Regions from separate parts of the Mus musculus genome. Here regions 1, 2 and 3 are each linked to region 4. The links are chromatin contacts, called in public Hi-C and promoter capture Hi-C maps. All regions are on one chromosome and are shown on one strand. The core of a region is the stretch at or near the end of the contact, and the rest is flanking DNA. Distances in the headings are between cores, read along the strand shown. Region 1 overlaps Kdm5b (lysine (K)-specific demethylase 5B). Region 2 overlaps Chit1 (chitinase 1 (chitotriosidase)). Region 3 has its middle 6.6 kb from the start of Gm25612. Region 4 holds the start of Tmem183a (transmembrane protein 183A).

Evidence for each region. Promoter capture Hi-C pulls out the DNA fragments that hold promoters and counts their contacts. Hi-C and Micro-C count contacts between places; a contact is called where the count stands out from the background.
Region 1: a promoter capture Hi-C map of the HPC-7 cell line shows a contact between it and region 4, with 6 times the contacts expected there. The contact joins the enhancer-like site here to the promoter of Tmem183a in region 4. A contact is called at or near these places in 17 of 39 promoter capture datasets (3T3-L1-derived adipocytes, the C10 cell line, the HPC-7 cell line and 11 more), 1 of 15 datasets of contacts at CTCF or cohesin (pro-B cells), 93 of 484 Hi-C or Micro-C datasets (3T3-L1-derived adipocytes, the AML12 cell line, the BV-2 cell line and 52 more), 20 of 115 datasets of contacts at active chromatin or transcription factors (the 230-238 cell line, the SCID.adh cell line, acute myeloid leukemia and 10 more) and 4 of 9 other capture datasets (adipose tissue, embryonic stem cells, liver and 1 more).
Region 2: a Hi-C map of the G1E-ER4 cell line shows a contact between it and region 4, with 1.7 times the contacts expected there. The contact joins the enhancer-like site here to the promoter of Tmem183a in region 4. A contact is called at or near these places in 4 of 39 promoter capture datasets (the C10 cell line, the HPC-7 cell line, cranial neural crest and 1 more), 3 of 15 datasets of contacts at CTCF or cohesin (the NIH/3T3 cell line and large pre-B cells), 2 of 484 Hi-C or Micro-C datasets (the G1E-ER4 cell line and bone marrow-derived macrophages), 17 of 115 datasets of contacts at active chromatin or transcription factors (the 230-238 cell line, the HPC-7 cell line, the SCID.adh cell line and 12 more) and 2 of 9 other capture datasets (adipose tissue and liver).
Region 3: a promoter capture Hi-C map of liver shows a contact between it and region 4, with 2.6 times the contacts expected there. The contact joins the enhancer-like site here to the promoter of Tmem183a in region 4. A contact is called at or near these places in 13 of 39 promoter capture datasets (the C10 cell line, the HPC-7 cell line, cranial neural crest and 6 more), 11 of 484 Hi-C or Micro-C datasets (the HL-1 cell line, bone marrow-derived macrophages, embryonic stem cells and 5 more), 17 of 115 datasets of contacts at active chromatin or transcription factors (the 230-238 cell line, the HPC-7 cell line, the NIH/3T3 cell line and 9 more) and 2 of 9 other capture datasets (adipose tissue and embryonic stem cells).

What each region holds. Positions count from the first base shown.
Region 1 is chr1:134,602,683-134,608,936 of GRCm38.p6, reverse strand. It overlaps Kdm5b (lysine (K)-specific demethylase 5B), which reads right to left. Exons shown (of 27, transcript NM_152895.2): 11 at 4,314-4,495; 12 at 3,062-3,224; 13 at 1,130-1,249; 14 at 1-72. Among named protein-coding and RNA genes, the nearest start is that of Kdm5b, 46 kb to the right of the region's middle. Within about 2 kb of position 2,351, at least 5 of the 459 cell types and tissues checked have an H3K27ac peak or open chromatin away from gene starts, as enhancers often do. A contact at or near this core is called in the G1E-ER4 cell line, the HPC-7 cell line, megakaryocyte progenitors and 1 more, where this site is marked.
Region 2 is chr1:134,150,745-134,156,571 of GRCm38.p6, reverse strand. Chit1 (chitinase 1 (chitotriosidase)) reads right to left here. Exons shown (of 12, transcript NM_001284525.1): 12 at 5,032-5,468. The coding sequence ends at 5,224. Among named protein-coding and RNA genes, the nearest start is that of Gm46158, 28 kb to the left of the region's middle. Within about 2 kb of position 4,466, at least 17 of the 459 cell types and tissues checked have an H3K27ac peak or open chromatin away from gene starts, as enhancers often do. A contact at or near this core is called in the G1E-ER4 cell line, where this site is marked.
Region 3 is chr1:134,508,638-134,515,267 of GRCm38.p6, reverse strand. No RefSeq gene overlaps it. Among named protein-coding and RNA genes, the nearest start is that of Gm25612, 6.6 kb to the right of the region's middle. Within about 2 kb of position 1,532, at least 101 of the 459 cell types and tissues checked have an H3K27ac peak or open chromatin away from gene starts, as enhancers often do. A contact at or near this core is called in adipose tissue, bone marrow-derived macrophages, intestinal villus epithelium and 3 more, where this site is marked.
Region 4 is chr1:134,360,449-134,366,481 of GRCm38.p6, reverse strand. Tmem183a (transmembrane protein 183A) reads left to right here and starts at 4,483. Exons shown (of 8, transcript NM_020588.2): 1 at 4,483-4,720; 2 at 4,859-4,948; 3 at 5,558-5,725. The coding sequence starts at 4,612.

The DNA of each region.
Region 1 (6,254 bases), core at 1,102-3,601, 240 kb before region 4:
TTCATCGTGGGAAAAGACACAATAACGGTGCAGCAAGCGATAATGCTCCACACACTGGCGGCCCAATGGCAGCTGTACACAGGGCACAAGAAAATGACATAGTCTTTTTTAATTTCTAAAGACTTCTGACTTACAATATCATATTACCAAATAATACAATATAGGTCAAAACACCTATCACTTATCAACCCTAAATTAGACTCAGATTCCCAGAGCCCTGGGTCTATTGTTGTGCTCTAAAGGTCTATCACATTAGGTAACTTATTTGAAAACTGGTTTAGGAAAAAGATATATTGATAATGAGTTACCGAGTAATGTGGAGTTTAACTGGTAATGTTAGTACTATTCCTCAAACAACAGTGCTAACCTGAAACCCTACCAAGTTTTAAGGCTGGAATATTTGTTACTAGTTTGCAAGCTTTAATAAGCTTCAGCCTTGGGCTGGAAAGATGGCTTAACGGTTAAGGACACTTGACTATTCTTTGCTGAAGGTCCTGAGTTCAAATCCCAGCAACCAATCTGTAAAGGGATTGACACCTTCTTCTGGTGTGTCTGAAGACAGCTACAGAGTACTTACATATAATAAATAAATATTTTTTTAAAAAAATCTTTAGCCATTTTAAAAGACACTTCAGGAAGACTCTTGCTACAAATTAGGTTTCCCAAAACCTGCTGAAGCAGGGTGGTTTACAATAAAGAACTCAGGACTAGCCATGGCAACACTGGGGGAAAAAAAAAAAAAGGCAAAGCACTGCTCTATCCCCTAAAATTTCATTAACAATTTGTACAATTTAAAAGAAGTATCTTGAGAGAGGTGGCTCAGCACTTAAGAGCAAGTGCTGATTTTTAGAGAGATTCAAAGCATACTTCTCAGTACCTATGTCAGGCTACTCACAGCTATCTATAATTCTCTGGCCAAAGGCATGTGCATGCACATAGGCATGCACACAGTGCATGTCTGAGTTGTCACACACTGTGTTATCCAGTGTCTTATCTCACTGTAAAATGGAAAAGATTTTGCATGGAATCCAGATGAGTAGCAAGGATATGTGACAGTTTTTAAAGCATTTTATGCTATTTCCACAAAAAAATGGTAAGATTTGAGAAAGCTCAAATACATAACACATACCCAATCAACAGTGCAGAAGTTAACAGCCTCGGCAAAATTAAAACCTTGGTTGAAGCCACTGTGGTAGGCTCTTGGAAACGTAATTACAAACTCCCCAGCACACTGATTCGTTCGATAAACCTACAGAGACAGGAATGAGCAATTAAGGTTTTACAGTAACATTCTCAAAGGCAATTTAGACATAAACTATCAGATGATTTCTCTAGACAAATAGGACAGGACTACACACACACACACACACACACACACACACACACCTTATATCAAAACTGAGGGGGAAAAAATTACTGTTAGAATCATCTGGTTTCTGCCACAAGATGGAGTGGTATACCACACTAACAGAACTAAATAGCCTCTGAACTGAAGTCAGTGCTCTTACCACAAAAATAAGAAACCATCTAAGAGGCAAGAAACATCTTTTTTTACAGATACAATCAGGAATCTCCCAAGGTTCAGCCGTAAGTGAAGCAGAGACAAGAGGATCTCTTGAGTTGGAGGACAATCTAGACTTCATAGCAAGTTCCAGACCAGGAATGAAAAATCAATCCATTGATTTCCCAAAGCCCTAAATCTAGCCCCTACATTTTATTCCAATATTGACAAACTTGAAAAATCAAAGAGAAATGTTAACAATGAAGACATAGTGAATGTTTTGTTCTTTTGTCATTACTTTATGGTCCACAAATACACTCTTAATGGCCCTCCATAAAGTCCTCAGAGATTCTGTCTGAAATATCAAGATGGATGATCCCCGAGGAACAACAGCCAAATGCAGACACACACACACAACACCGTAGGTGAGTGAGGAAGGGGGGTTGAGGGGGTGGAGGACTCAGTAAGCAATGTAAAACAGCTCTGGCAACGAAGCAGCACCAGGACAAAATGTAAACCTAGTATCTCAATTCTAAGGCTCTCGGTTCAATTCCCAGCACCACCGTCAGAATGAGTCATGGGGAGCATTCCATTTTGGTTAATCACGAGATCCCACAATTCACTGTCACTTCTTTTTTTTTTTTGATGGATTTATTATTACACTATAGCTGTCTTCAGACATCCCAGAAGAGGGCATCAGATCTCATTATGGATGTTTGTGAGCCATCATGTGGTTGCTGGAATTTGAACTCAAGACCTTCAGAAGAGCAGTCAGCGCTCTTAACCACTGAGCCATCTCTCCAACCCTCACTGTCACTTCTTTATGCTGTATTGGAAATGAAATCCAGGGCCTGTTCTTATTAGATAAGCACTCACAAACATCCCTACTAAACTTCCTCTTTTAGAGCGGAAAAAGGCATAGAAGACTGACACCAAGAACTGGAAAAATGGCTCAGTCAAGAGCACTTTATAAATTTATATTTTTATATTCATAAGCTTTATAAATTTGTAATATTAAAGATTTTAAAACCTGAGCTTAGCTCTAACTGTAACTAGCTAGCCATTCTCATAGTAAATTCTCATTTCCATTTGACAGGTCACTTTTTATCTTTTGTTTACTAAACTTATAAACAAAACTTACAGGGGCTGGAGAGAACCATCATTGATGAAATCTGATGCCCTGTTCTGGTGTGTGAAGATGAAGACAGTGACAGTGTACTTACATAAAACAAGTAAATAAATCTTAAACCAAAAAAAAAAAAAAAAAACCCTTACAGAACAGAAACCATTAGTGGCCATGGCTATACAGTCTCCCACTCACTGACCGGTAGACTAAAGTGAGTGTTACTCATCTGCCGAGCAAGTCATTAGTAATGTAGGAGTTTAGAGTTTCTACGCATCTGGCCCACTGGGAGACTGCTATAAAGCACCCAGCAGCTGCTTCTGTTATCAAGTTATATTATGGGGGGGAAAACACCAAATAACTTTAAGAAGAAAAGCAGGGGTGCTAGGGAAGCTGTGCACGGTGGGTGGGGCGGCAAGAAGGTCAGCACGACATACAGGCACTTCATGAGTCATCAGAGTGTTGGGGTTCATGATGGTCACCAGCTGGTGGAGCAGGTCCGGCTGGGACACAAAGAGCTCAGGAGCGAGCTTCTTCATCACGTTTTCTAGCTGCTCAGCAGCGTAGCCTGGAACTCCATACCAGGTTTTTGGCTCACCCCTAGAAAAAGATCAGAATCCATTAATTTGTAGCATAACACACAGCAACAGTTAACTAGATCATATTCTTCTGACCTACAAACAAACGTTCAAATCAAACAAGTATCAGGACAAGCAGGAGTGGAACACTCAGTGCATTTCCCACCACTGCGAAGATGGGATTGAGGTCCTCCCAGATCCTACTCTACAAACATGGGAGAATTTAGAGTTTCTAAAAAGATAAGGAATCACATTTGACTCAGCACAGTTACTACAGCTCCCTCCCTACAGCAACCAAGAAGGCCTGCAACTTCCATCTTCTTTTTCCTTGCCCATTCTGGTGAAAAAAAAAGCTTACATCAAATACGAATAAGGCAATTATTTCTAAACAACCCTTATTCTTCAAAACACTTTAAATTGTTAACCAATTAATCAGTGCCATCTCTGTGAGGTATATAAAACATCATCTTCCTGTTACAGCTGGGTAATGCCAGGGGAAGCACAATCATGTTGACCATCCAAGTGCCAGCTCTCGTTCTTGTGGTACATTTTCTGTAGGATTCAAGTGAGTTAGGAATTTTAAAATACTTTTGCATGTGAAAGTAGAAGAAATAAGGTGAGGGTATTACAGCTGTAGGGAAAAAAAGGCTTTAGGTGAAAAGTTTAGATAATAAAGTAATAAATGTCTGCACAGATTTGAGAGGTATTCTAAGTGTTATGATGTCAAAAAATCAGCACAACAAAAGGAAACTGATAGTCCCAAGTCCATGCTCCTCCCCAAAGGGATATAGAGGTTACCATGACATCAAATGAGAATTCTGGTAGACAGCGGTGTGTGTGTGTGTGTGTGTGTGTGTGTGTGTGTGTGTGTGTGTGTGTGTAACTTGTTCATAAATACTATTCCTAGAAACATCCTATACTTGCAAAATAGTGTATGATTTCAGAGGACTATGTAGAAGTCAAGTGACCTAATCAGATAGGAAACCTAAGGTAACAGAAGCTAAAACAAATGGAACTTGAAATTCTCAGTCATGAACACATTTCTGAAAGAAAAAGTTTTCTTTCCTGCCCAGCTTAGATAGTCCTCACAGACTCCATAAAGAATTCTCACCAGTGTAGGTAGTTGATTGAATAGCTCCAGTGGTCTTCAATGTGCCAACAGAATGAAGAAAAGCACATGCCCACATACAACCAGGGGAGTTTCATGCCACATATATCAGCAGTAATATGAGCAAGGACAGACTGCTCCATCACTGGCATGTTGTTCAAATTCCAGCCACTATCCAGGTATTCCTAAAATGAGTCAGAAAAAAAAAAAAAAAAAAAAAAAAGATAAAGTTTTAGCTATATCATACTAACAGTTCAGAAACATGGTTTTGTACCTTTTTTTTTTTACTGTATTTACTTGGGGGTGGTTCATGTGGACAAGTATAAGGAGGTCAGAAGGGGGCACTAGAGACAGAAGCTGTGAGCAGTCTGGTCTAGGAAACAGCTGGGGTCCTAAGGAAGAGAATCAAGTGCTCTTAAAACTGCTGTGCCATTTCTCCAGGCCCTAGAATTCCATGTAAGTTGTCTACAGAACTCCTTCAAAATAAAATGAAGGGCTTAGCCTTCCTCTTCTAGAGCTGGGTATGAGCGAGCGTGTGGCTGTTCCGTGTGTGAGGACTGATCAAGCTGCACACGTGTATACACTTCTCTATATGGATGTAAGGCTTAAAATGAACACCACAGACATATACAAAGTAAATATGACTGTCCAAAACCAGACAGAATCGTGTGGGTTCAGGAAGCCAGCTGCATGAAAAGCAGGACACTTACAATTATGAAAATTAAATAAGGCCTTGACTGATCTTTTTTAAAAGAGGTCAAACTTGAAACCTGAAAGGGCAGCAGTGGCTTTGCCTCACCACCTCAGTAAAGAGCATGACCAGGACTAAGGGTTTTTATTTTTTTTAATGATTTATCTATTTTATTTTTATTATATATAAGTACACTGTAGCTGTCTTCAGACACACCAGAAGAGGGCGTCAGATCTTGTTACAGATGGTTGTGAGCCACCATGTGGTTGCTGGGATTTGAACTCAGGAACTTCGGAAGAGCAGTCGGTGCTCTTAACCGCTGAGCCATCTCACCAGCCCGGACTAAGGGTTTTTGAGAACTTAATTTTTCTTGAAGTTAATAAATTCAATTAAGAATATCTAATAAAAGAAAAATAAAGATGTTCTACTCTCCTAGTCAGATAAAAGTAGTAATATCCATCAGAATCAGCCATGCCAGTGAAGACATACAGATTATACTTGTAAACACAAGTGATGTCATTTGTTTAAAATAACGCACACCTGTAAATTAAATGAAATAAATAGCCATCTTTGACATACCCCCCACTTTAGGTGAATGAGTGGTATGAATTAGAAGAAACTTAACCATTGTTGTTCTACTTATATAAATGCAATATATTTTCTAAGGGAAATACATATATACATATATATAGGCATTGAGGCAAATTTTTCAACAAATCAAATATTCTCCCAAACCTGAAATAAAAAATAAAATAAATAATAAAAAATAAAAATAATAATGATCAAAAATAAATAAGCGGTGGTGACGCACACCTTTAATCCCAGCACTCGGGAGCCAGAGGCAGGCGGATTTCTGGGTTCGAGGCCAGCCTGGTCTATAGAGTGAGTTCCAGGACAGCCAGGGCTACATAGAGAAACCCTGTCTTGAAACAAACAAACAAACAAACAAATAAATTTAGTAGTTAAGGCTGTGCTGAAAGTAATTTTAATTAAATACTTCAGGGGGTGGGGAGCTGGCTCAGCAATCAAGAGCACTGACTGCTCTACCAGAAGTCCTGAGTTCAATTCCCAGCAACTGCATGGTGGTTCACAGCCATCTGTAATGGGGTCCAATGCCCCCTCAAGTGTGTTTGAAGACAGCAACCGTGTACTCAAAAATTAAAAAAAAAACAACAACAACAACAACAACAACAAACTTCAAGCTAGCCAAACAGAATTTCACTAACAATCCTCAAGGCTGCTGTTCTTAGTGA
Region 2 (5,827 bases), core at 3,217-5,716, 210 kb after region 4:
GGAAGAACAGTCAGTGCTCTTAACTGCTGAGCCATCTCTCCAGCCCAAATAGTCATATTTATGTGTGATATAGTTTACAATGGAAACAAACAAAATGAAAACAGTGAAGACTTTCAGTTCTGGGTAGGTTATGATCCATTTTAGAAGGCGGGGCCTTCTGGAAGTTTCCTCAGCCAGGAGAGTTGGGTTTTTCTTTTGCCTGGAGTCCTAGTGAATCTGTCAGATGGAGCTACAGGGACGTCTTTAGGTCATGAGAGGGCTTCACTGTCAGAAAAATGCTAGATGTTCACGGGTAAGCTACAAAAGTGAAAAAAATCATATTCTTCTCTTTCTTAAAAAAAAAATTTACTTTTATTTTGTGTGTATGGGTGTTCTGCCTTGCATGTATGTCTGTGCACCGCTTGCGTGCACTGCCCATGGAGGAGCAGAAGAGGGCGTCAGACCCTCTGGAACTGAAGTTACAGGCTGTTGTGAGCCACCACGTAGGTGCTTGGAATGGAACCCAGGCCCTGTCATCTGGAAGGGCAGCCAGTGCTCTCTAACCTCTGAGCATCTCTCAGGGCCTTAGCCACGCATTGTCTTCAAACTCTGCACTCCAAGTCCAGCACTAATGATTCAAGCCTGGGCACAGAGGTCACACTGGGCTTGATTATCTACTATATATGTTAAATGCTTGCTGAGTCGACAACAGACTGGTGGGTACCAAGAAGAAGGCTGGCTTAAGGGTGATGCCTGAAAAACTTCAGAAAGAGAGGAGGGCTGAGCAGGAAGTCACCCAGGGCACCTTGTTTGTAGAGAACTAAATAATAGTTACAATAAGACCAGACTTGGCCTGCCCCTTATTACCCCCATGGGCCTGCACTCAACACAGTGCCCTACATTCCCCCTCCCTCTGGGACTGACCTATCTCACTCTTTGACCTTGCTGGCCCTCCCACCAACTGCAAATGTTGTTAGACAGGCCCCATTCCTGCAACCCCACCCCCACCTCACAAGCCCCAGCCATCTGCTGGCACATGATAAATGCTCAAGAGATGCTTATAGCTTTTGGCTTTATAAATCTAATATACCCAGGCAAACTGTATAACCAGATGTTATAGAGAAAAGAGCTGTAGTTTAAAGGCAGAAGAGGGATAGGGGGCAACAGGTAGGCCTGGGACAGGCCCTGACTCCCTCACTGTCTTGTCTTGGATATGGCCCTAGAACCTGTGCCAGCATTGGAGGTCCTATAGGAGTGACAGTGAGACACTAAGGCACGCAGTGATGTATGGATAACCCAGCACAGATGCCTGAATAGATAGATGCCCAGCACACAAAGCCTCAGGTCTACCCAGGACAGAAGATAAAGGAGACAATCACATTGTGCAGGCTTTAACCCAGGAAGGCAATGTCCACTGTGGGTGAGCACAAACCTAGGCTGTGGGTCTTACCTAGAGCAGCATCTAAATCACAGCGTCGCCACACGTTGACCTGGCAACCAGAGGATGATGGGATGATACGTTAGAGGGACATGGTGAGTATTAGAGGACTTCGGTTCACTCTGTAAATATTTGTCATGTGACTAATTCATGCTTTGTGTGGTCCTCAGTCAGTCTGGTAAGAAGTGTTATTAAAAGGACAAAGGATGGGGGCTGGAGGTGGCTCAGCTGTTAAGAGCACTGGCTGCTCTTCCAGAGGACTGGAGTTCAATTCCCAGCAACCACATGATCTCTCATAAGCATCAATAATGAGATCTGGTGCCCTCTTCTGGTCTGCAGATGTAAATGCAGCTAGAGCACTAATTACATTAAATAAATAAATCTTAGGGAAAAACGGACAAATGATGTTTAATAGATAAGCTTGGGAGGGCAGTGTCCTGTCATGCAAGGGTAATTCGGTATGGGGGGGGGTGTCTCTAGGTTGCAGAAGTGGTTTCTGTACCTGAAGATAACACACACACACACACACCCATGGTGTACAATCCCCAGCAATGCATAAAATGGGAGTGGCAGTTCCCACCTGCAATGCTAGCACTTGAGAGGTTGAGGTGGGATCAGAAGTTCAAGGTTATTTCCCATTATAAGTGATCTATTGAGCTTCAAACATGTGTAATGGAAGGAGAGGACCAGTGTCCGTGTTCTGGGAGCAGAGTCCACTGTCCACTGGGAACCCAGTGATTTGATTTGCCCAGGCCCAGGTGCCTTCAGGAGAAAAACCAAGGCTGACCTTGTGAGGGTGACTAGAACTATCAAAGACAGATGTTAAAGCACAGGGTGGAGGGAGGAGCCAGAGAAAGACACAGGCAAGCCAGTGCAGCAGGGAGTGGTGCAGAGCTGGTTCATCTCTGGAGTGTGCAGAGCCTGGGTAGTGACTGAGCTAGCCTGGGCTGAGGCCGGCAAACAAAACAGTGGCCCAGGATCCCTAACCATGGCTGTTCTTACCCACAACGCCACCACTCAGGTGAAAAATGGCCTGATCAGTCTCATCTATTGGACTAAGATTCAGGGACGTAGGTATGGTTCTTGGAGACCCGTGTATGAGGCCACAGTCACGGGCACTGAACTGGGTTCCTTCATGCTAGAGGAAGGACCACAGCCAGGGCAAATCAAATGAAGTGGCATTTTAGAAGAGCGGCCAAGGTTGGGGCTCTGACCTATGAGTTCAGTCAACAAAGCAACCAGGGAAGGGCTGGCCACCCACAATGACCCAAAATCTGAGGATGAGATGGGCAGGTCCTTCTGGATTTTAGGATGCCCCAATGTGACTCCCTCCCCCCAACTGAGGGATCTTTCAAACTGCTCCGCACAATGGTCACACCCACACTGGGTTTCAATATCGAGCCATGCAGGCTTCCTACTGTAGCCCTCACCATCACCTGAAAGGATCTCATTTGTTCCTTTCAGTTTATCTGCTGAATATTGAATACTGGCCCTTGGAAAGCCCAGCCCTGAACACTTCACACTACCCTCTCTGCACCCCCACCCAACACTGCACATTGCTCCACCCTGCTATGTCCACCCGGCATATGGATTGAAATATTACAGATGCCGAGAGACCCAACTGTAATGGAAGGACACAGAGCCAGAGGGGCCCAGGGCCCACGGTGGGGGTGGAAGGATCAGGGTAAGCACAGTTGGCTTTAGGTTTGCTAAGTGCTTCAGGCTCAGCAGAATCCTGAGTGGTGGCTGCCCGGAGGCTGCATGCTGGCATCTGGATGCCTAAGGTTAACTAACGCTGACAACTGGGTACCAGGGGACCGAAACAGTGTGCGTGATAGCAGGAGGCGGGGGCTGACAAGGGGTCTCGACACAGTCGACGAGACGATCCGGACTTTATTCTTCGGGTTGGGAAGGCTGTTTGGAGTTCTTAGCAAGGGAAGTGATTGGCTCAGATCCTTCATTTCTAAAGGCTGAGCTGATTAGGTGTGCAGGGGAGACTAGAGAAGGGAGGGTCAGGGAGCAGAGAGACCAGGGAAAAGCCTTATCTGAGTGAGAGGTGACATGTGGCCCTGGCTGAGGCAGGGACTGTGGGGAGGAACAGGGGCGTGAAGACCAGGGAGAAGCCACAGAGCCTACTCTCCTATCGATAAACCCAGCACAGACAAAAGGTTTGGTATCTGGGAGGACTTTGGCCATCTGCCCACTCAGGAGAACACTTTTACTGATAGTAGACCATTTGTTTCATGATTTAACCAGCAGACGCAAGATAAAGAAAGAGGGAAGAATACGGACTCCCAGGATGACAGTGGATAGCTGCTCAGTCACCCAGACAGCAGGAGTGGCCCCATCCATCCCACAGAGAGGGAACCTCAAGCTGAAGCCATTAGTGGGCCTACAGTTATCTCTGCTGTCACACGTGTGCCATAGGAAGCTGCCCCTGCCTGGATCCTTTTCTAAACAGAGAAGGCCAGAGGACAGGCAGCGGGCACGAGTGGGCAAGTGCTAGTTTTGTCCATAGGAGAGTAGGCTCCATGGCTTCTCCCTGGTCTTCACGCCCCTGTTCCTCCCCAGACTCACAGTCCCTGCCTCAGCCCAGGCCATGTGTCACCTCTCACTTAGACACTCTTGTGATTACAACTCACCTCTCTCCCACCTAACTCATTCCCAACCCCAAACCAAGGCTTCCAGCAAGTGTGTAACAAGATAAACTTTAGGGAATGAAGGTTTTCTTTAAACTCAACAATCAAGGTGCTTCAGGGATACATATTACTTGCTTGTTCTTTTTTTTTTTGTTTGTTTGTTTTTTGTTTGTTTGTTTTGTTTTGTTTTTTTTGTTTTTTTTGGTTTTTTTTTTTTTTTTTTTGGAAACAACGTCTCACTACATAGCCCAGGCTAGCCTAGTGCTCAAGTTCCTCCTGCCTCAGCCTCAGCACTGGGGTTGTAGGCACGTGACCCCACGGCCTGTTAGATCACTCTTTAATAGATGACCCTGGGGGCACACGCTTGTCTTGGCCCATTTTAAGCCTTTGTTCTGGACTCAGAACTGGCTAGAATCTGACTTCATCTGAGATGCCTGTAAAATGCAGATAATGATCGTTCCGTGTCATCTACCTACTGGGAGTGGTGATTGAGGTGAGGCACGTGAAAGGCCCCCAACAGGGTTCATTTCAAAGTGAGCGTTTAGTTCAGGGTCTTCTTTATGGAGCGCCCAAGCCCTGACAGGCTCACGAGTGACTCTGTGGACTAATGGCTTCACTGGTGGACACAGAGCAGTAAACTGGGAAAAGCTCATCTCTGCTGCCACCTTGTGTCCATTTGGGAAATAACAGTCTAGCAGTCTAGCAGAGGTTAAGCATCTCTTTCCCCAAAGGCTCCTACAAGTGGATCTGGCCGGGCCTTGTACGCTGCCACCTGTGTTCTGGAGGACTCAGTGAGGAGACTTTCATGGGGCCAGGCACATCGGAAATGCAACTCTGGCTCTGAACTTTCCTACTGTGTGCCATCCTTTCCTCTGACCTTTGCCTACTGTGTGCAGCCCTTTCCTCTTGGTCCTCCCCATACCTCCCCCCCCCCAACAAACACTGTCCTGAGAGAGCTTCTTTAAGTCACAATGTCAGGGGTGAAAAATATGTTTATTTTTCAGATAAAGAGGAAGCCTAAAAGAGACAAAAAGGAAACCAAGAAGCTGATCAGAGGTGGGGGCATGGAAGGAACAGAGAGGCCTGCAGGCCCCAGGGAAAGCAGAGGCAGGTGGTGGGGGACCCCAAGCCTGGCCTCAGACTGGAGTTGGATGGGGTTCCAGGAACTTAGCTCCAGGTACAACATTTGCAAGAGGCTCTAAACACCAGGCCTGGAGGACAGCTCTGCTGGAACAGCCGCCCTCCTCCACAGTTGTAGTAAGTGGACTCGTCTCCAGGGTTGGGGTAGACCCCATCAGCTTTGCCTTGGCAGAAGTTATCTAGCCCTGGGCTGGGTCCCTGCTCTGGCATAGAAGATGGGCGTGGCTCAGGTATTATCTGTTCTGGGCTCCTTGGAGTCTCGGATGGAAGATCTAGAAAGACAAGGACGATTCAAGCAATGTTGGCCAACAGATTCCAAACCACAGGCGGAGCACACAACAGCAACCACTGGAGGAGGCGGCCCAGCACCCCTGCTCCCACATCCAGACCGCAGCCACAACCTGCAGCCAGGCACTGTCTGGAAGACAACCTGTGCCACACAGTAGTAGGCAGCTGGTGACCACATACCAGCTGTGACACCCAGCCATATACCAAGGAGGGGCACCTAGGGGCTGCATATGATAGGGTGAGGCTTGGCTTTCTTCTTGATAAGAGCAGAGACCTTTGGAGGGAATCCATTACTACGCCCCCGTCAGGTATTGTCAGCAGGAAACTGGAAACGGCACGAAGC
Region 3 (6,630 bases), core at 283-2,782, 150 kb before region 4:
CTTTCTTATAGAACCAGGGACTACCAGCTTAGGGATGGCACTACCCACAATGGGCTTGGCCCCTCCCCCATCATCACAATTAAGAAAATATCCTACATATGAATCTTATGGAGGCAAGTTTTTGTTTTGTTTTGTTTCAGTTGAGGTTCTTTCCTTTGGATGACTCTAGCTTGTGTCAAGTTGACATAAAACCAGTCAGGACAGTCCCCACAGTGCAGAGGCAACTCATAGCTACTGGGGATCTGAACTCGGGTCCTCAGGCTTGCATAGCAACACTCAGCAGCTGCCTCTGAGGCAGCTCTCCAGGCCTCCCCATTCTTCACCCCAACACCCATTCCAGAGGGCAAAGGGTCTGGTTTGGCTTTAAACAGGACCTCATTCTGTAGCTCTGGCTGGTCTCAGACTTGCACACACAGTCCTGCCTCTGCCTTCACAGTGCTGGGATCAAAGGCATGGATCATTGCACACATCTTTTTTATTTTATGTACATTGTAGCTGTCTTCAGACACACCAGAAGAGGGCACTGGATCCCATTACAGATGGTTGTGAGTCACTGTGTGGTTGCTGGGAATTGAACTCGGGACTTCTGGAAGAGCAGTCAGTGCTCTTAACCGCTGAGCCATCTCTCCAGCCCTGTTAGTCTTAGTTTAACTGTTGTATTATATTTGTGATCACACTGTCTTGGACAAAAAGTGGCAAGCAGAGATGAAGGATCATTAGAAAAGTCTCCAGGGCCTACTATCACCCCGTTCTTTAAAGAGAACTTCAGGTCCCTGGGGTGCTTTTGTGTGTACTTCTTAATCAGACTAGAAATTCAAACCAAGCCTTCACAGGGTGTTACCATTTCCCCGGTACATAGCAAGTCACAGTTTCCCAATCCCCGGCTGGAAGAAGTGGATGAGAGCAGCCAGGCTAGCCCTCAAAGTGCCACCAAATTGTACAATATAATATTTCACTGTCGCGCATTTGAGACAGTGTGGCTGCGTTTTAGTTATTTGGGCATATTTAGATGCATGTAATACTTGGCACGATGTTACATAGTTTGCACGGATCTATTTTTAAAAGCTAGGATCATTTGTAATATTGTGTTTACCAATTTGAAGTAATGTTGGTGCTTTTTCAAAGTCTTTAATGGCAAATTGGACTGTTCCCAAGTTCCACAAAGCTATCCTAATGTTACTGGTTTGGTTCACGTGAAAGGAGGAAGCTCGCTAACTAGTCATTTGGCTCTGAGAATCGGTTTGACAGGGAGAAGCACCTCCCACGCACAGAAGGGACCTTCTATAAGGGCAGGAACTATCCTCTAACACAGCCTCAGGGCCTTTACGTGGGCGTGGGTGATTGAAACATACTTGGGGGGTCGGGAAATTCTGATGGGCTACTGCGACCTGTCCGTTTTAGCAGATGGACCCAAGTCTTTCAGCACAAAAGAATTGAGAGCAAAGAGCTCTATTCTCCCAGGCACCGAAACGTTCGGAAGCTCTGGGTAACTCCCGGACCGAAGGGCGTGAGCCTGCCGTGGAGGCACTGGCTAGACAAAGGCTCCAAGGCGGGGCGAGTTGGGAACTGGGGAAACCTGTCCCAGCACCCACAGAGTGCACCTCCAGGTCCTTGTGCGAGGAGAGCAGAGCAAAGGCGGTTTCAAGGTCCCTGCAGATCTACAAGGCTAAACAGTCCCAGGTTCGCGCCCCGAAACCCACCTTTCAGCGTAGCTTGCGCCCCGCAGACAACACAATCACCGCGCTTGCTAGGTGAGGTCCGCGGAGGACCGCAGACGCGCGGTGCCACCAGAGGGGCTCTCATTAAGCCTGCGGCGACAGCCCGGAGCGTGGCGCTGGACTGGGTCTGCAGCCAGGGCGGTCCTTCTGTCCGCTATTGGGTGGCCGCATACTGTGTCGCCGAAGGCGGTCACTGGGCAGTCTGTAAAGGCCTGCGGCCGCCTTTCTCTTCAACTACACCTTCCGTGGGAGAGATCCAATTTTGAGGGCACACCTTCCTTCTGTGTTTCTCTTGGGGCTTTACCCCAGTAGGAGCGCGGAGCTCATTCGAAACGTAGGCAAACCTAGAGACTCTTTAGTAACAACTAGAGAAGAAAAGAATGCAGCACTGAAACTCGGTCTTAGCCAGGTGAGGTGGCGCATGCTTTTTATTTTAGCACTCAGGAGATAGAGGCAGGCAGATTTCTGTGAGTTCAAGGACAGCCAGGGCTACACAGAGGAATCCTGTCTCGAAAACAACAAAAACAACAACAACAACAAAACAAAAAAAAACAAAAAAAAATCAAAAAATGAGAGAGAGAGAGACAGAGACAGAGACAGAGACAGACAGAGACAGAGAGAGAGACAGCCTGGTCCTGGCGACTAGCAAGGTGGGACCAGATGGAGAGGGGCGGGCTGCGAGGGTGGGCAGACAGGTGTGTGAAATAATAGTGCAGGTGTCGGTGACTGGGCAGCTGTTCCTGTTCAGACGACTCAGACCAGTGTTTTAGGTAGTAATGGATGTTACTTCTATGTTATTTTTCCCCCAGGGGGTGAGTGCATAATTGTTCTCTGCTCAGGGCCCCCTCTCTAGGCTGCTTATTAGCGGAGATGGGGTTTTAATGCCTATGAATTATAAACTAGACCCTTTACTAACTCAGGAGGGTTAATTGGTATTTATCAAATGATTGCACATTTCATCCCACACCGATTACTTTCGACGTTTGTGTAGCACATTCAAGAGGAGCCCAGGGCATCTGTCATGACTTCCTGCCTCAATTCTCATTGCAGTTATGCAGTCAGGCTTGGGCATTTGAATTGCTTGAAGACTATCTGCAGTCATAATGACTATCTGCTGAGAACACAGGAAAATCAGTCACTATGACCTCAGACCAGCTGCTGCTTGGATTCCTGCAACCATTTTCCCATAAGACTAACCATGCTATTTGAAACTGTCTGGCAACATTTTGAACATCAATGCTTATTTTCACGTGACTCAAGGAGGTTAAAATACAATATATATAAGATCCAGGTGTATAGGTTAAGTTCAAATTCTGCAAAGTGATCTTTGATTCCAAAGAACTGGGCTGAATGAGGCTGCCAGTTCTAAAGTGGAGGCATATGGGAAGGGACAAGGGAGAGCCCGGGAGGAGCACTCAAGTGTTTCTGCACCTGTCACTGCCCCGCACAAAGTCACGAACGTATTCTACTGAAGTCAGGGATGCTAACGATATTGAGAAAGCTTGTACTCTGAGCATGCGGCGCATGCCTGTCGGCATCACAGCACTTGGGACTGAAGCAGGAGGAAGGGGGAGTTTCAGGTCAGCCTGGGCTACATGGTGAGGTGTTGTACCAGAAAGAAAATGAAAAGGAAGCTTTGGCTGGAGATGCAGCTCAGGACCCGCATTTGCAAGGTGAAGGCACAAGGGATGGAAATTCAAAGTTATCCTTAGTCACGTGAGTCTGAGGCCAGCCTGGGAGAGCCTCTCTCAACAGCAACAACAGAAGGTCATCCACTCAAAATTGTCATCTCTTCCTCGAACTCATGGCACCTGCTATTGGTCAGCCAATTAAAGGTGTCCTCTCTTCCTGCTGATTTGTTGGCTATAGCCCACAGATTATTGGAAAATAAGCATCAGTAATGTCATTTGTGGAAACTGCACAACCCTTTTTTGTGATATACTTATTTACCTCTGACCAGTGAAAATTAAGCCGCTTAGGGGCATATGGACTTAGTTATGTTGACTAAATGACCTTCAATGTAAAGTTTTATGTTGTTGAAAATATTTAATCCCAATCCAGGAGTTCTACCCTGCCTTTGACCATTCTACCTGCCTGGAAAAAAAAAGACACACACATTTTATTATGTAAATACAGTAAGCCTTAATCAGCATTAGAACTGGGCAGATATCTATTCTCTATGCTATTAATATCTATTTCCATCGAAAACTCCCAGTCATTACTTACTATGTTTCACCTGGGCTGCTCTTAGCCAGCCTCACAGTCATGTTTTCTTGACCCATGACATTTTGTTTTGTTTTGTTTTGTTTTTATTTTTCGAGACAGGGTTTCTCTGTGAAGTCCTGGCTGTCCTGGAACTCACTCTGTAGACCAGGCTGGCCTCAAACTCAGAAATCTGCCTGCCTCTGCCTCCCAAGTGCTGTGATTAAAGGCGTGCGCCACCACTGCCCGGCTAACATCTCTCTCTCTCCCTCCCTCCCTCCCTCCCTCCCTCCCTCCCTCCCTCCCTCCCTCTCTCTCTCTCTCTCTCTCTCTCTCAATCCTTCCTCTCCCCTCATGGTCTCCTCTGACTCTAGCCCTGGAATCCAAGACCCTGCCTATCTCTCTTCTGTCCAGCTATTGGCTGTAGGCTTCTTTATTCACGAATCAGAGATAACTTGGGGGGGGGGGCAAGACCACATAGTGTCACTTAGGTCTAGATAAAGACTCTCTCATCCCTGGGGGCAACCAGGCCATGGGGGCCAGAATTACATTACAATATAAGCAAAAGACCAAACCTTAACAGTTTTCTCTCTCACTTTATTTTTTATTTATTGTTATTAATTCTATTACTACTACTACTACTATTACTACATTATTGAGACAAGGCCTTGTACATACTTTCGGCTGGTCTGTAACTTACCATGTAGACCAGGATGGCTTCTAATTTAGTGACCAGCTTGCTTCTGCCTGCAGAGTGCTGTGGTTAAAGTCATGTGCAACCATATCCAGAGCTTCTCTTACAAAACAAAAAACAAACCTAATTTTATTATCATGTGTATGTGTGAGTAGGGGAAGGGCACGTGAAGTCAGAGGACAATTTTGAGGAATTGGTTCTCTCAGAACCAAGCTCAAGCTGTCAAACTTTTGCTACCAGGCCAGTGACAATTTGATTCCTAAGACCCATGAGGTGAAGGTGGTAACTAACTCTTACAAGCTGTCCTCTGTAGACCTGACACCCACCTCCCCCAATGTCACGGTAAACCGTGAGCAGCAGGGCGGCGCTTTCCTGTCCACTCCGAGCCAGGGTCAGGTTGCACAAGCGTCACAGGAGTGAATTACAAATGCAGACACCTCCGCAGTGTAAGATGGGGCCTCACAGGAACCCACTTCCTTTCCCTGTCATCCTACTGAGATCAGATGAGAAAGACTTGATTTTCTAGTCTCTGAGAAGCACATTTCTTTTACAGGATAAGCTCTTAACAGGATGACACTTTTTTTTTTTTTAAAGACAGAGTCTTATTACTATGTACACCTGGTTGGCCTAGCACTTGCTATGTAGACCAGGCTGGCCTCTGCCTGCTAAGTGCTAATGTTAAAGGCCATATACCACCAAGTCCAACTGATTCTGTGGGTATTTTTCTTTAAAACTTTATGAGTTTCTTTCTTTTTTTTTTTTTTTTTTTTTTTTTTTTTGTCTGCATGTACGTCTGTGTACCATATTCATGCCTAGTCCTGGAAGAGGCCAGAAGAGGGCCAGAGGTGTCAGATTCCGTGGAACTGGTTTATGGTTGTGAGCTGCCATATGGTTGCTGTGAACTGAATCTGGGTGCTCTGCAACCGTAGCAAGCACCTTAACCACTTAACCATGGCTCCAGCTTGATTCTGAGTTTTGAAATGACAATTTTGTAGAAGTAAATAGGTTTAGGCAAACTCAGTTGCTCTCCCCAGTAGGAACTGAAGGGATTTTCTTGTTACACCCAGACAGGGGGGCACAGGGTGCACAGGTACCCTACACAGGACCTGCACATCCAACCTGGAACTGCAGGTGCAGGATGCTACAGTCACAGCAGCAACCACTGGTCACTTCTATCCACCTCAGGTGAGGAGCAGTAGAGTTCCAAGTATTACTTGATAACCTGTGACAGAGAGGAAGAAGAGGTGACAGAGGTGACATTGTTTTAGAGGTGGTCCTGAGTGATGAGTCAGACACTTGAGACCTCAAGCTAAGCATCTTCCTTCAGGACTCTCTTTCCTCTGCTCTCAAAGTATGCATGTACTCTGCCCAAAGACAGACAGGACTCCTACCTTGTTCTATTTCATTCACATCAAACTGAAACCACAGAAGAGTAGTTAAGGTTTTTTTTTGGTCACTGGGTCAACAATGTTTGGCAGTTTCTCAAAAAAGGAAACAAGCTGAGTTCGAGGCCAGCTTGGTCTATACAGGAAATTTCAGGTTGGCCAAGCCCACTTAGGGAGACCCTGTCTCAAACAACACTCTAACCCCCAAACAAACAAAAGATGAACGTGGCCAGCAAGAATATAAAAATTTTTACCAGAAGTGCACATAAAACAATAAGACACTTTAAAGTGAAAGTGGCAAATGTTTTTTTTTTAAAGATTTATTTATTATTATTCATTAGTACACTGTAGCTGTCTTCAGATGCACCAACCAGAAGAGGGCGTCAGATCTCATTACAGATGGTTGTGAGCCACCATGTGGTTGCTGGGATTTGAACTCAGGACCTTCGGAAGAGCAGTCAGTGCTTTAACCGCTGAGCCATCTCGCCAGCCCCGTGGCAAATGTTTTTAATGATTAAAAAAATACCCAGGGGTTATTATTATTGGCAGGGAAGCAGAAAATGAATGTTCTTTCCCTCTGCTGAGGGAGGTGGGGGTGGGGACACTGGCTTTGAAGAATATGTCCATATAG
Region 4 (6,033 bases), core at 3,234-5,733:
GTCTGGTAGAGGTTAGAGTGTCAGATCCCCTGAAATTGGAGTTGTGGATAGTTGTGAATCACCATGTAGGTGCTGGGAATGGAACCTGCTCCTAAATACTTGGCTATCTCTTCATCTCCCAGAGACAAGATTTTAAAATCTTAGGTGCTTCCAATCTTTGTTATGGGGCCAGATCAATTATCTGTTATAAAACTTCACCAAGGATTCTCTTATGAGAGTGTAGTTCAGATACTGTAAGATACTTCTGCTTGTAATTGTAGCTGATGTTTATTGAGTACATACAATATACCAATACTAAGCTAAGCCGGGTGTTGGTGGCGCACGCCTTTAATCCCAGCACTCGGGAGGCAGAGGCAGGTGGATTTCTGAGTTCGAGGCCAGCCTGGTCTACAAAGTGAGTTCCAGGACAGCCAGGGCTACACAGAGAAACCGTGTCTCGAAAAAAAAAAAAAAAAACACAAAAAACAAAAAACAATACTAAGCTAAACGCTTCCCAGATACTTTCTCACGTACCTGACTCTATGAAATGGGTACCATGATTCTGTCCATTTCACATATTTAGAGGGTAAGACGAAGTAATGTACTCAAGGTAAGTCCTTGTTACAGGAAGGAAAATGGTCCAAACCCAGACAACAGCCCCAAGGCCCCATCACTAGGCGACTCTTCTTGTTCTTATTTTAACTGGAAATGCTTCAGTGAAGACTCTGGACAGCTTGAGCATGACAAACATGGCTCTGGCAGGCCTTGCCCTTCTCCCTGATTCCCTCTGCCTTGCTAAGATCCGTTTGCTTACATTCCTAAAGTTAGTCACCGAGGTCTAGCTTCTCACTGGCCACTTCCTTCTCCTGAGGCTTACTACCAAGGTCCAGCTATCAAAGTATCGAATGAAGTCCAGCAACTGAAAGTCCCCTTTAGCTCACCTAATTAACACGCCCAGTTAAAATGGGACACCTCACCCTAACCCAGGGTTTCCCCTTGTACCTTTATAAACTGCCATTTTAGCTGAGAGTCTTGTCTATTTCTGTATCCGGAGCTAGTCCTTCTTCCCCTTTGGGACAAATATCCTTGTCCTCTCTTCCTTGTTCCCTTCCCCTTCTCCCTCATCCTTTATCTCCTGTTTTTGTCTCTTATTCCCTACCCTCTGTCCCCCTGGGGTCAAAAATTTTCTTTCCTTTGTTCTTAGAACTTAGTCTTGGGGGGTTCTATGCCCATACTGATTGTAATATTCAGTAAATGAAATTAAACTAAATGAACTAATTTTTTAAAAAATTGTATAGTTTTAATAAGGCTAACAAAGCCAGTCACAATCATGTTTAGCTAGATTTAATTAATATACTTTTCTGATGCCACTAGATTCTCAGGAAGGGTTAAATTCTTCTCAGATTCTGCCCAAAGCTTTGACACATCATGGAAATGTATTAAGTAACCTTTTTTCCCATTTGCTTTCTGTCTTACAGAGTTTCTCCAAGATGCCATAGTTTGGCTTGATATTTGCTTGGTACATTGATTTTTTTTAGGTTATTAATGTTAATTTTAAGGGTGACATAGTATGCTGGTTTTAGATATGAGCTTGGAAGATAGTCTTCTGTCTGAAGTCTCATCTTGTCACTTGCAGGCTAGTCTGCTATCAGTTTAGTCTACTGGAATGGCCTGCGTTGACTGTGACTCTGCACTGTAATCTGTCTTCCTGAAGAAGAGACAAAAAGGTCATCAGGCTGTGTGGAAAACACCCGCTGAGGCATCTCATCCCACTCACGTGTCTGAAAATAACAGCAGCCACAGGCTGGAAAGTGGTGGCACATGCCTTCAATCCTAGCACTCCAGAAGGAGGGGCTGAGTTTGAGGTCAGCCTGGTCTACAGGGTGACAGCCAGGGCTACACTGAGCCAGGGCTACACAGACTGTCTTGAAAAAACAAAACAAAACAAAATAACAGCAGCCACAATTCAACTCTCATTATCACCACCACTACCACAACAATAGTTGATATTTACTGGGTGCTTGCTGTATGCTATTTTAAATGATTTTTATGAGTGAATGTGATCATTTGATAATCCTGTCAAGCAGGCCAAACTTTTTAGGTAAAGGCTTAATTTACATATAATAAGTAGCTAGACCTTGTATTTTCAGTTCTGAGGCTCAAACCCAGGGTCATATGCTAAGCAAGTGCTCTACCATTGAGTCTCCTGAACCAGCCCTTGGCTTTTTGAGACAAGGTCTCATCCAGACTGACCTTAAGCTCATGACCTTCTGCCTCTGCTTCAGAAATGCTGGGCTTACAAATGTGTACTACACCTATAGATTTTTACCCACGCAAGCTTAACTTCACATTCTATACTCTGTTTAAATGTATTTTTACTTTTGAGAAAGCTCTTGTTAAGTTCTAGCTTGAGACTTGCTGTGGTAGGTCAGGTTTCCTCAAACTCACAGATGTCCCTTGCCTCTGCCTGCTGAGGGCTAGGATTGAAGGCCTGTGCCACCACTCCTGGCTATATGCTTTCTCTTGAAAAGTAGGACGCTGAAGAGAACAACCTGTACTTCTTTTCATTTTCATGTTACTGGATTGTCTCCAATAGGATGTTGCACTGACCAAAGATTCCATAAAAACCAGGATAGGCTTTAAAGAAAGGCTCTTAAAACAAACACACACGATAATATTTACTATTAGCACAAAGTAAAGTTACAATGTAATGCAGGAGTATAGTGGACATATTAATTCTTTCACTATTCACATATTGTCCTTACATTTCCCACTTGTTTGAGAAAGACCAATTTCTCCCGTTAGTTAGGTTAAATAACTTCTATTTAAATACAATGGTAAATTAGGTAACTTTTCTGTTTATCTTTTGAGAAAGAACCTGTAAAATTGGGTCTGATCATTAATGCAACCAATTGAAAGTTCGTTGCTCAAGTGTGTGTGTGTGTGTGTGTGTGTGTGTGTGTGTGTGTGTGCGCTGGCCAGTGAGCCCTAGGGAATAGCCTGTGCCCACATCCCCAGTGAGTCCCCATCGCCACCATTCTAACCCCACAACTCTTGACTTTTATGTGGAGGTTGAGAGATGATAAAGTCTTGCCAAGCATTTTTTTTTTTTTTTTTGGCAAGCACTTTCTAGAGTAAGCATTTCCTAGGCCTCCACTTGTTACTTTTTATTGAAATGAGGAATAAAAGACGTATGGGTTCTTTGTTCCTCTAAATTGGCTAAATACTCCAAGAAATCTTGTTTAAGATTTTTTTCAATCAAAATTTGAAAGAGAAATTTTTTTGGTGTAACTAGCATGTTTTTCATTCCAAAGGATTAAAATGAGAGAACATTTCAGCTAAAATCCTTATGTTTTTAAAGCAGTTAGTGGTTTATTAATAGGGCCTGAGTCTCTTGCATCTTTGATTCCCTTTGGACTCCTGGGTGTGAGTATTAAAGAGTGTCACATGAGCAGAGATCTACATGCATGAAAGCCTCATTAAATTTTTACTGGTAACGTGAGATGAGAAGGCTCTGTGCTGACCAGCTGTATTTTGAACTCAACTACAGACATTAATTATGTATACATGGAAAATTATTTAGAACAATTATAGGCTGTTAGACCTTTGCTTCCTGTTATAATTCTAGATAAATTAGAGCATGATTATAACCAATTATGTTGTTTCAGTTATCATTCCCAAGTGATCCAAGCCTTATTCTATGATCCCTGGTGGTAGACTGTTTCATAATTCTAGTAAGTTATGTGGTTTGCTCTTTATGAACTTCTGTGCACAGTACTAGGTAGAATAAAATGGAGACCCCTTTGAGGTGTCTTATAGGGCACTCTCTGAGTAGATCTAGCCAGTTGGGTTGCCTGGGTCAAAAGGACTGTTTCTTAAGCCAGGGACTGTTAACACTTTGGGAGCTGAAAGGGAATTAGAAGAAAAAAAGACACAACACGGGACTTCTCTTTTAATACAAAGGAATTATATGTTCTCATCTATCCTTCTAGAATTTGCTCGGATGATGGTGATGGGAAACCTTTTAAGAATCTCTTCTACTTTGAGAATTCAGACATTTACTCATTTTTCAGGCAGCATCTCTTGTAGCCCAGCTGGCTACGAACCGAGGATGACTCTCACCTTCTGATCCTTTCTCTGTGTTGGGATTACAGGAGTTAGCCACTGATCTGCAGAGAGAATTTCAAAGCCTTTGTAAGCAAAATTATAGCGACCGCTTTGATATTTACGTTCAGGTTACTTGACGTAAGTGGGAAAGAGAGAATGACGAAAACAAGATATATGCAATCTAGATGCTGAAGTGGACCACGATGTAAATTATTAGTTCTAAAGAACGCGGTCTGGAGGACCAAACGCCCCAGAGAAGACGGTGATGAAGACGGTGACAACGCACTCCCCGTCCTACAGCCCGCTCCGCTTTGGGAACCTGGCCTCCGCTGCGGCTGAGGGCGCCGGGTGATGACGTCACCGGGCCCCGGAGGCGATTGGCTCCCCGAGAGGGGCGTCGGCAATCAACGGGACCCAGAGCCCTCGCCGAAGTCCTCGCGATAGCCGCGGCCTCGGTGCGGGGATGGCCGCAGAGCCGGGTGGAGGTGCTCTGCGGCTCCGGGAGCCGGCTCTCGGGGCCGAGACATGGCCCGGGGCTCCGGCCAGCTAGGCGGGCCTCATCGGGACACCGTCACCATGCCCAAGAGAGGAAAGCGGCTCAAGTTCCGGGCCCACGACGCCTGCTCGGGCCGAGGTGGGCGAGGGGCGGGGCCGGGCTGGGCGGCCAAGGCGGGCTGGGCGGCCGGGGCGGGCGCGGCGGGACCCGGCGGGGAGCGGTGGCGGAGACTTTGCCTCGAGTCTGAGGAGGCCTTGGCGCTTTGCTCTGTTTCAGTGACCGTGGCGGACTATGCCAACTCGGATCCGGCGGTGGTGAGGTCTGGACGGGTCAAGAAAGCCGTGGCCAACGCTATTCAGCAGGAAGGTAGGCTTTCGTGGGTCTTTTTAGGCCCAAGCTTTTAAGAGACAGCATTGGGTGTTGTATTTACCTGGAATTGCGTCCCGGTGTTTTTTCTACTGACCTTTGGGTCATGAACGTGTTTGCTCTTCCCACTGTTTACTTTCTCGTTTCGTATCCTGGATGGGATGGGTGTGTGTAGCCAGGATCAGCAGGTTCCGGAGCCGAAATGGTTTTGTTTCCTCTTTGAGTTAAAACCAACTTTGTGACCAGCTGCGGTGGGCATTCCTTTAATCTCAGCATTGGGGAGGCAGAGACAGGTGGATCTCTGTGAGTTTAAGGCTAGCCTGGTTTACCTAGCAAGTGTGAGGTCCTGTCTCAGAAGAACCACCAAACCAAAACAAGAACAAAATCCCACACAACTTTTTGTACTCGTTAATTTCCACTGCCACTCCTTGATACCAGTCCCCCCCCCCTTTTTTTTTTTGGTAGTTTGTGCATATTTTACCATGCAGTTGACTTCCATTTCTTTGGCATATTGGGTTTTTTGTTTTTTTTTTTGTTATGTTTGTCTTGCTTTCAAGATTTTTGCAGATGGGACCAAGTGCGTTTCATTCTCTCCTTGTTTCCTCCTAGTAAAATCTCTTTGTGGCTTGGAAGCGTCCCAGGTTCCTGCCGAGGAGGCTCTTTCCGGGGTGGGTGAGCCATGTGACATCCTGGACAGCAGTGATGAGATGGATGCCCAGGAAGAAAGCACTCAGGAAAGATCAGTCTCCAGAAAAAAGAAGAGCAAGAGACATAAAGGTACGGGTTGCTTTCCTGAGCACTGAGCTCTGTCTGTGGTGATGGATGCTGTCGCTCTTCAATGTGAGGGGAGATCTACAAGGAACTAGTGATTGTCGGTGATAACCTTTTTTTTTTTTTTTTAAAGATTTATTTAGTCTGTGTGAGTACACCATTGCTGTCTTCAGACACACCAGAAGAGGTCATCAGATCCCATTACAGATGATTGTGAGCCACCATGTGGTTGCTGGGAATTGAACTCAGGACCTCTGGAAGAGCAATCAGTGCTCTTAATTGCTGAGCTTTCTCTCCAGCCCCATAACCTTCTT